2 separate regions of the Ovis aries genome follow, and region 1 is linked to region 2. A link is a contact called in public Hi-C data. All regions are on one chromosome and are shown on one strand. Each heading gives the region's core, a stretch centred on a gene start, on an enhancer-like site or on the middle of the called end of the contact. The rest is flanking DNA. Distances are from core to core; before and after follow the strand shown.

What was found. Hi-C and Micro-C count contacts between places; a contact is called where the count stands out from the background.
Region 1: a Hi-C map of hypothalamus shows a contact between it and region 2, with 7 times the contacts expected there. The contact joins the promoter of C11H17orf100 here to the promoter of MYBBP1A in region 2. A contact is called at or near these places in 3 of 16 Hi-C or Micro-C datasets (hypothalamus, muscle and tail adipose tissue).

Annotation. Positions count from the first base shown.
Region 1 is chr11:25,114,590-25,119,214 of ARS-UI_Ramb_v3.0, forward strand. C11H17orf100 (chromosome 11 C17orf100 homolog) reads right to left here and starts at 1,621. Exons shown (of 3, transcript XM_042255552.2): 1 at 663-1,621. The coding sequence starts at 1,361. The coding sequence ends at 984. MED31 (mediator complex subunit 31) reads left to right here and starts at 1,746. Exons shown (of 4, transcript XM_004012582.5): 1 at 1,746-1,840; 2 at 2,692-2,769; 3 at 3,242-3,338. The coding sequence starts at 1,813.
Region 2 is chr11:24,912,124-24,917,032 of ARS-UI_Ramb_v3.0, forward strand. It overlaps MYBBP1A (MYB binding protein 1a), which reads right to left and starts at 3,283. Exons shown (of 26, transcript XM_027975109.3): 1 at 3,064-3,283; 2 at 2,788-2,886; 3 at 1,995-2,078; 4 at 1,831-1,905; 5 at 1,623-1,730; 6 at 505-680; 7 at 185-352; 8 at 1-92. The coding sequence starts at 3,270. GGT6 (gamma-glutamyltransferase 6) reads right to left here. Exons shown (of 5, transcript XM_060395329.1): 5 at 4,790-4,909.

The sequences.
Region 1 (4,625 bases), core at 371-2,870, 200 kb after region 2:
CTCTATCACATCACCTGTTTGTTTCCTTCGAAGTGCTCATCACAACAGAAAACTCTTGTTTGTCATCTGTTGTCTGCCTTTTCACTAGAGTATAAGCTCCCCAAGGGCTAGGACCTTGTTTGCCTTGTTCACTGCTATAGCCCAAATGCACGCCCGGCACCGAGTAGATGCTCAATAAATATTCCTCCCCTGCACCTCCTCAAATCACAGGTCAGGTTTCCTTTCCAAGATTATTCTTGATTGTTGAGGTCGACCTTCACTTTTCCCTTTGAACTACATGTGACCTCTATTAAAACCTGTGTGTATGGCTACCAGGCACAAAGACTTGGCATAAAGAGAAATATATTGAAACATAAACACAAGCCAAGTAATTAATTAAGGAAAGTCTGTTGCTTGCAACTCAGGTTTGCAGCTGGCATATAATTCCACTGATTATGATTTGTTTGCTCCTTGTCCCTAAGTTTGAAGCAGCCAAGGTCATTCAGTGAGTGAGTGATAGTCGCTGAGTTGTGTCGAGGTCTCTGTGACCCCATGGATTGTAGCCTGCCAGGCTCCTCTGTCCATGGAATTCTCCAGGCAAGAATACTGGAGTGGGTAGCCATTTCCTTCTCCAGGTTTGAAGCAGCCAAGGTTATTTAAAGGGCCCCCAATTCAAAACTCACCTGCCTTGGAGGCTCAAACAGTCTCTTTTCCATCAGCTTAACACATACAGTATCTAGAGCCTAAAAACTTTTTATGCTGGCTTCAAATTAAAATAGTTCACTGGGTCAAAGGCTTGCCTTTGGTCCAAGGTGCAGGAGGGTCAATGAATGTTGGCTAAATCCCGAAACCGCAGCTTGGCTCTTTCTTAAATTGATCTGTGGACTGTTTCCAGGAAACCAAAGATGATCGGTCCACCTGGCAGCAGGCAGGCTGCGAACTGGAGGCGATTCTGCCCTGGCCAAGGGCCATGGCCCCCTCGTGGCCCCGAGGAAGGCAGCATTTCATCGGGCCTTTTGGATGTTATGGCGGGCGGCTGGCTTCTCCCGCCGCGGCGTGCTCTCCACGCGGTGCACAGACGTCTCCACCCGCAGGGACGAGGCCCTGACGTGGCGGGAAGCCGTCTCTGTGAGCTGCGAGGCGGTTTCCACGTGCTGGGAGGACACCTCGAGGACTCGAGGGAGCCGCTTCCCAGAGGAGGAGACGGAGGGTCCCTCGCTGCTGCGCTGGGTGGTCTCCACCTGCCGGGAAGATGTCCTCACGTGACGGTAGGATGTCTCCACGCGGTGGGACGAGGTCTCCACGCTGACCGTCGCCGTCTCCTCGGAGCGGATGGATTCCGCCCGGGCCGGAGAGGGCTTTCCCCGAAGGGGTGAGGCCATCTTATGGGGGTAACAGGGCCAAGCTGACCTTTGGAGGCCCCACAGCCCCACAATCCCCGAAGGATTATTTTATACGGTGAGGAGCGACGTCACATGCCATTGTGATGCAGGCAGAGCGGTGGTCGAGGGTCCCGCGAACCACGTGGAGGCACCGTGATCTTGGGGCGGGGAGGCCTAAGATTCCTTGGGAACGCTGGGTTCGTCCCCTCGAGAGCGCCGTCTGCCCCCGCATCGCCCCTTAGCCTGTCAAGAACCTGTCCGGGTGGAGGCGGGGTTGGGGCGGGGCGGGCCCTGGATGGGCGGAGCCACCCGCCCCCTTGCGAAGCTGTGCCCACCCCCGCATCCCACACTGCCCCGCGGCAGGAAGGGGACGCTGCGACTTCCGGACCTTCCCTGTTTCTCCGATCCTGGCTGTGTGGGGTTGCTGGGGACTTAAGAGTGTCTGCTGGTGATGGCCGCGGCCGTCGCTATGGAGACAGGTGAGTAGCGCTCTGAGCCTCGCGTTTTGTCAAATAGAAACTGTCCCGGGTCCAGACACCTGCTTCCCGGGATTTTTTGAGAATCCAGGCCCAACTCCCGGCAGAGTGAGTGATCGGAGCGGGAGGCACCAGGGTTTTTTTTTAGCGACTGGAAGGGCGAAGGTAATTTGGCCTTTTCAGAGTTTGTTTTGTTGGCCGATCCTTTCTCCCCGTTAGTTATTCAAACAGTGGCCCCACCGGCTTCCAGAAGACTAAAGGAGAGATTTTGGATCATAAACCGCTTCCTCGAGTTGTTTTTTTGCATCTCAGATGAGCTTGCCTAAGTTTAAAATATCGTCAGCGAACTCTTGTATTACTGTGCCACTAACGGGTCTCACGTAAGCACGCGTTTCTTGATACTCACCAGGGTCTCTTTCATCTTGCATTCTGAACGTCTCTTGATGGATTTAGCATTTTGTTTTTGCTAAGCTTGATCACTTAACAGCTTGTAACGCACTATCAAAATAAGGCAAGGCACATTGCTGCAGCTTATCCTAGTGATCACTGTGAAGTCCCAACATGGTGGCTCACGAGTGATTAATGTTCTGCTCCATGTATAATCTTGTTTTCTTTGATAATTTAACTTTAGATAAACCTTTTTTTTTTTTTTTTTTTCTTAATCAGGGCTTTGCTTTCCTTAGACTTATAAGGAAGGTGTTTCTCCTCCTACACCCAGTTTAGGAAAACCTTTGCATGCTCTTCTTTATGTAACTCAGCATTAGTCAGATGTCTGTACTGCTGTTTTCTGTCTAAAAATCAGTATTATATACAGTGACATTTATTTTGGATGATTTTGCTATCTTCTCTCCTAGATGATGCTGGAAATCGACTGCGGTTTCAGTTGGAGTTGGAATTTGTACAGTGTTTAGCCAACCCAAATTACCTTAACTGTAAGTTGTTGAGCACCTCATTGAAGTGAATAGCTAGTTACGATTTCTGATAGAAGAGTCAAAATTCATAGTACTGTCAGCCCTTTGTATCCTTGGAGGCAACCTCAGTTGGTGGAATCTGCCCATCCTGAGGGTGACAATACTGTCATGGCACTATGTTGTTTTGTACAGGAGATTGGAGCACCTGTGGATTCTCGTGTCTGCGGGGCCTCTTAGAACCAACTCCCTGTGGATTCTGAGAGATGACTTTAGTATCTAGTTTTGTACATTCTTAACTGAATGGAATGACTGTTGCACTTATACTGGTATATATAATTGAGCAAACTGGGACTTCTGTTTTGAATTCAGTGTGTGTTGGTGGTGGGAATGTTATGTAAGTAAATTCTTTACGATTATGTTAGTCACAGATCAGTAGTCCAAGGACTGGTGTGCTCTACAGATGTATTTTTTTTTTTTTTTTTATGCCTTTCAGTTCTTGCCCAAAGAGGTTACTTCAAAGATAAAGCTTTTGTTAATTATCTTAAGTACTTGCTTTACTGGAAAGAACCAGAATATGCCAAGTATCTAAAGTAAGTTTAATTTTTATAGTCCTAAACATGTGTGTACTTTTATTATATTCCAAAGCACTGATATTTAATAGACTTCTTACTTTCACGTTGGAAAAAATACCTGTTGAATCTCTGCTCTCCTTTCAGTTGCCTCCATTTTAATACGAGACACATCATCTCTAACTTAACTGGGATTACTGCAGTATCTACTCATTGGTATTCCTCCTTTCTCCCTGCCCTGCCAAACAAAGAAGAAACATTTTCTGCACAGAAGCCAACTTGGTCTCTTAAAAATAGAAATTACATTCCATTAGAACCCTTTGGTCGCTTCCCATTGCATGCAGAAGAAAATCTCGTCTCTTAGCCCTGTGTGATCTGTCCCTGTCTTCTCTGACCTTATCTTGTACCACTCCCTGCATCTCACTGAGTTTCTGACCTCAAGGAACCCGCAGTCCATATATGCAATGACAGCCATAGCCTGAAAATGAAAAAACATAGAAAGAGGTACTTACTTGTAAGCAAGGGTTTCTGGAGAAGGTAACCGTACCCGAGTCTTAATAGCTGCTTTCTTATTTTATATATCTTACATAATAAATACATGAATTTATCATTCAGGTTGTGCAATAGATACTCTCGTTTTAAGGCTTACTGAAATGCAAGGAGCATATTGTAATCACAAACATTTCTTTTTAATGATAAAAAATAAGCCTTGAACACCCACCTCTGCTTTGTCTTAAATAGGTAGTCAAAAAGCAGTGGTGAAATGTCTAGCCTTTTTTTTCCCCTAAACAGACACAAGTTTGAGAGGAGAATGTTTAAGACTTGTACTTTGGCCAAGCCACTTTTCTCTGTCTAATAACAGCTGCTTTATGAAGTCCACATCCTCCTTTTGCCTGTGGGACCCTTTCCACCCTTACTGGCCCTTTATAAAAGAACCACTTATTCATTTAATAATCCAGAGAAAATATATATATTTTTTTACTAGATTGCAACATGTTATATGTATGTATTATAGACTTAGAGACTCAGTGTTGGACACTGAGCCCTGGACACCGTCAGGTTCAATTTTACCCACAACATTGCTGAGATGGTCATCTGTATACTGGCTGGAGGTTTCTAGTGAACACATACTAATTCAGGGGCAGCCAATTCCGTTGTTAGCTAGATTCCAGAAAGTTCCTCCTTGTATTATTGTGTCCGACTCTTTGCAACCCCATAGATTGTAGCCTACCGGGCTCCTCTGTCCATGGGATTTTCCAGGCAATAGTACTGGAGTCGATTGCCATTTCCTTCTCCAGGGGATATTCC
Region 2 (4,909 bases), core at 2,033-4,532:
AATGTCGGATCAGGTCCCCTTGCATCACCAGCTGCAGCTGCTCCTTGGACAGCAGGGGCAGGGCTGCGCCCAGCAGGCGGAAGCACAGGTAGCTGAGGGGGCGCACGACAGGGCCTGGTCAGAGCCCTCGGCCCCCTGAGCCACCCCTGCTCACCAAATAGGGAGAGGTCAAGCGCCCACACACCTGGCCGGCCAGAACTGCTTCTTCAGGAGCCCCTGCTCCACAACCTCCTTCCAGAACCATGGGAACTTGTCCTCCTGGAGCGCCAGGCGGAGCAGGTCCAGAGCCACGGTGGGCAGCTTGCGTTCCTTCTTCACAGAGTTGGCCACCGTCTTCAGCACAGTCACCAGCCTGCAGAGGTCGGGGGTGGGTGGGGGTGAAGAAGACTCAGGGGGCAGTCCCCAGCAAACAAGGGCCAGGCGCCTGGGGCCACATGGACCCCCAACCCCGGGTCATGGTGCAAACCTGTGGATGGAGGGCCCACCTGCCCACCTCCCTCACACCTGGGGATGTTCTCGTCCAAGAACAGGTTGACCGGTCCCATCAGCTTCTCCAGCTTCTTGGGCACCTTCTGCTGGGCCAAGAGGAAGAGCTCCAGGTGCTCAGGGGAGCCGAGAACTGAATTCATGTCAGGCTTGAGGACCTTGGGCAGGATCTCCTGCAGCGCGGTCTCCGGGACCTGGCGGTGGGGGAGACAGGTTGAGGGTGCGGAGGGCGCCCTCACAGCATCCTTTGTCTCTCCTGCTGTGAGCTGAGCTTTCTGGGCCCCATTCTACCTCCCAGGCTCCCCCAAGGCCCCGGCACACCAACAGCCTGAGACGGGACAGTCACAATCCACCTTGTCAGGCAACAGAATCACCAGAGAGGGTTTCTTAAAAAGCGCAAATTCCCAAATCCTTGGAAACTGGGTTTAAATAAATAAGCACCCCACTGATGCTAACTAGCCCAGGACCACCCTTTTAATTATTCCTCTTGTGGGTTTTGCAGGACTAGCATTTTTTTTATAAGGAGTCCCCAGTGAAGATCTGGGACTTGAATTCAGGTCCTTCCAGCTCTGTGGCCAGGGTTATGCAGAAAGCCTTGGCCTGGGATGTGCCAGTCCCTGGCTTTTTCACCATAGCAAGGATTCTAGGTACTAGCCCACCTCCACTTCCCAAGTAGGGCAGTGGGGACCCCAGCTCTGCCCAAAACAACAATGGCAAACATGTTTAACCCACCGGGCACATGTCAGGCGCTGTTCTACAAATGCATGGTCCAATATGGAAGCCACTGGTCACATGTGGACACTGAGCATGTAAAATGTGCTAATCTGAACAGAGATATGCTGGTGAGTATAAAATACACTGGATTTTGGAGACTTACCACGATAAAGAATGTAAAAAACCTCCATAGATTTTCTGATACTGACTGCACATGAAAATACTTTAGATATTAAACTAAACCATGTTATTAAAGCACATCCCTTTTCCTTCTTACTTTTTAAGGGAAGTTACTACAAAACATCATGTTCCACATTTATGCTTCGGTACCGCATTTTCATGCATTAACCTGTGTCTTCTCCGTGCTCTTCTATGACGGGTGGCGTTAGTTACCCAAGGCTCCACAGCTGGTGAGCCCATACCTGAGAAAGGATGTCCACCAGGGCCTTCTGGGGCTGTTCCTGAAGGTGATTGTAATGCTGGCCCAGGGCCTGCAGCAGCTTCACTGACTTCATCAGTGCTTCTGAGTCCTGGTGGTCCCAGAGGCAGAGAGGGTATGAGTGGGGCGTGCCACTCTCCCCCACCACTCCAAGCCAGTCCACATACCCCCAGAACCCTCAAAGCTCTTACCTTCACTAGCCTGCCTGACTGAAAGAGGGCTAGCACCCCAAACAGGTTTCCAAAGAGGGCAGGTCTCATCATCCCCTAGAAAAGGATTCCAGGCACCCGTGAGAAGGACCCAAGCATTTCCCACCCTGGGGACTGCTGATATCCCTGGGGCTGCTAACTCTCACCTTCTTAACCTTCTGCAGGTCATGTCTCTCCTGTATTTGCTGCAGGATGCTGCCCAAAGGGATGTCTTCGAAAGACTGTAACAGCTGCCAGGAGGAAGAGAGGGGCTCAGGGGGAGTGGCCCTGCCACATCCCAACAGACGTTAATCTCTTCCTACTTCTTCAACTTCTGCCCTTGGGAGCAGGCCTTGGGCCCCTGCTCCCGCCCCAAGGATGCCTCTGAAGCTGCCTACCTGCCTCTGAGCAGTGCTGATGATGGAACATAGCTGTGAATGGAGCTGACCCCTCTCTCCCTGTCCCACGTGTAGCTGGGGTGCTTTGGCCACTAGACTGTGTTTCCCAAACATGCTGTCCCCACAGCCAGCTCTGAGCTCTCCCTAGACTGGTCTTCAAGGACTGGGTCTCTAGAGGCCTTCCATTTGTCCAGGCTCCTTAGATATGGCTTATAATTAGCTGTGTGCCCCTTGGGAGAAGAGGGTCCTAAACCCTGCAGAGGTAACAGAACTCACCCCAGAGCTTACCACCCCCAGTACATGTACCTCGGAGGCTGGTCAACCCAGGTACCCAAAAGCAGCCTCAACCTCCCTCTCTCCGCCTTCCTGGGCTTCTCTGCACAAAGGCCTTGCTTACACAATTTTCTCCGCATCCACGTGGGCACACCTCCCATCGGCTCGCCTGAGATGCTACCCCTACTTGTCAGTTCTCACGTCCCTTGCAGCTGGGACATCTGCTCTGCTCACTCACTCCCCTACCTGACCAGCACAGGTGGACCCCTTCCAGGGGCCACCACCTCACCTGTGCCAGGGCCAAACTGTAGCAGGGCCGGGCTGCTTCTCGTCCACCCCCGAGCCCAGTGATTAGGCGCTTCAGGGCGTACTTCATCTCGGAAGATCCCTAAGGAACCAAGCACATCCCCAGGTGGACCAGTGAGAAGGGTCGTTTGGCACCCGCCCATGCCCGCTCCTCGGCGCGCGCTCACTTGGGTCGTCCAGGTTCGCGACCACGTGACCCCAAGCTCGCCGCTACTAGCCAGGATCTCTGGTGCTCCTGCCCCAGACCCCGCCACCATACCTTCGGCTTTGCGCGCAGATATTCCAGCAGCTTCTCTGTAGCCTCAAGCCGCGTCTCCTGCTGCGGCTTCGCAATGTCCCAGAAGAAGTCCAAAAACTCGCGGCTGTGCTTGAGCAGGCCATGACGGTCGGCAGGCCGGGCGCCGCTCTTCTGGGCCTCTCCCGGAGCCAGAGGCTCGGTGACTTCCACACTCGCCGGCTCCGCCATGCTCGTCGAACACGTGGGCTCGGAAGACAGCCTCTTCCAGGTCAGGTCGGGGCGCATGCGCAATGAATTGGGTCGGCTGGGGGCGGAGCCGGCTGGCACGGGGGCGGGGCGGACGGGGAGGTGTGGCTCTTCCTCTGGGCGCTCAGGAGTCCGGAGTTCATTCCGATTGTGATAGGAAATCACCGGAGGGTTTTATGCAGGCACAAGCCTTGGTCCTATTTAACTGCCCCGACGCCCCCCGCCTTGTCGGATTTTATTTTCCAGACCAGGGATGGGTCACGGATGGAACCTCGGCCCTCCGCAGGGAGAGAGCCGTGTCCTAACCACGGTACCTCTAGTGAAGTGAAGTGTTAGCGACCCCATGGACTGTAGCCCGCCAGGCTCCTCTGTCCACGGGATTATCCAGGCAAGAATACTGGAGTGGGTTGCCATTTCCTTCTCCAGGGGATCTTCCCGACCTGGGGACTGAACATCGCGGGCAGATGCTTTACCGACTGAACAGTCAGGGAAGCCCCAGGGAATCCCCCCATTTACACATTTAATAGAGTATTCTGCTGCTGTGTGGAGGGTGAATTGAAGGAGAGCAGAGGTAGAAGCAGGAATACCAGCTGGATTGAACCAAGTGCTGAGAAAATTCCAGCTAATCTGGAACAGGTGGGAGGTGACAGAAGCGAGAGGGATGCTAGGCTTGCTGCTGCTGCTGCTAAGTCACTTCAGTCGTGTCCGACTCTGTGCGACCCCATAGACGGCAGCCCACCAGGCTCCCTCGTCCCTGGGATTCTCCAGGCAAGAACAGTGGAGTGGGTTGCCATTTCCTTCTCCAATGAGTGAAAGTGAAAAGTGAAAGTGAAGTCGCTCAGTGGTGTCCGACCCTTAGCCACCCCATGCACTGCAGCCTACCAGGCTCCTCCATCCATGGGATTTTCCAGGCAAGAGTACTGGAGTGGGTTGCCATTGCCTTCTCCGATGCTAGGCTTGGGGCTAACATAAGCGGGTAGACTGTGGTACCGTTTGGGCTGGGGGAAGAATTCTTTGTCCGGGAGTTGGGGGGTGAGCAGCGAGAGGGAGGTGGCGGCACTGAGTTCTAGTAAGTCAGAGATACATTCATTTTACAGTGTGGGGCAGGAGTGCTAATGGCCACCTGTTTCTTGGTTTGAGAACTAACCTGTGGAGGATTATAGTTCAGAGAGAACCCAGCCCTCTTGGAGGTGGGGAGGTGAGGGCCAACCCGGCCTTGAAACCGCACATCCAGCTCCAGCCCCCTTTGTTCCCCCTTGGGACACCTCCTCCTCACCATCTCAAACCCCTTCCTTGCTCTATCAGTTTCAGAAAGTGAGAACTGGTTTACCTTGTATGTGTGCTGCCCTGGGAGGCAGGGGAGTAGAGCAGGGAGGAGCAGAAAGACACTAGCCTGGCTCTGCATCCCTGGGTGGCAGTCTCCTGTGTTCCCTGTGGCCGGAGCCCAGACGCCTCAAAGGCTGATGTGAAATTAACCAAGAAGCAAGAGTAGCACATGGCATCCAGGAGACTTGATCTTTATTTTGTTTCCAGCCTGGCCGAGGGAGATCAGTGGAGTGTGGCCTGGAGGGGAGCACGGAGGTTCCGGCATGGCCCCAGGATCTGCCTGCTCTGCCCAGAG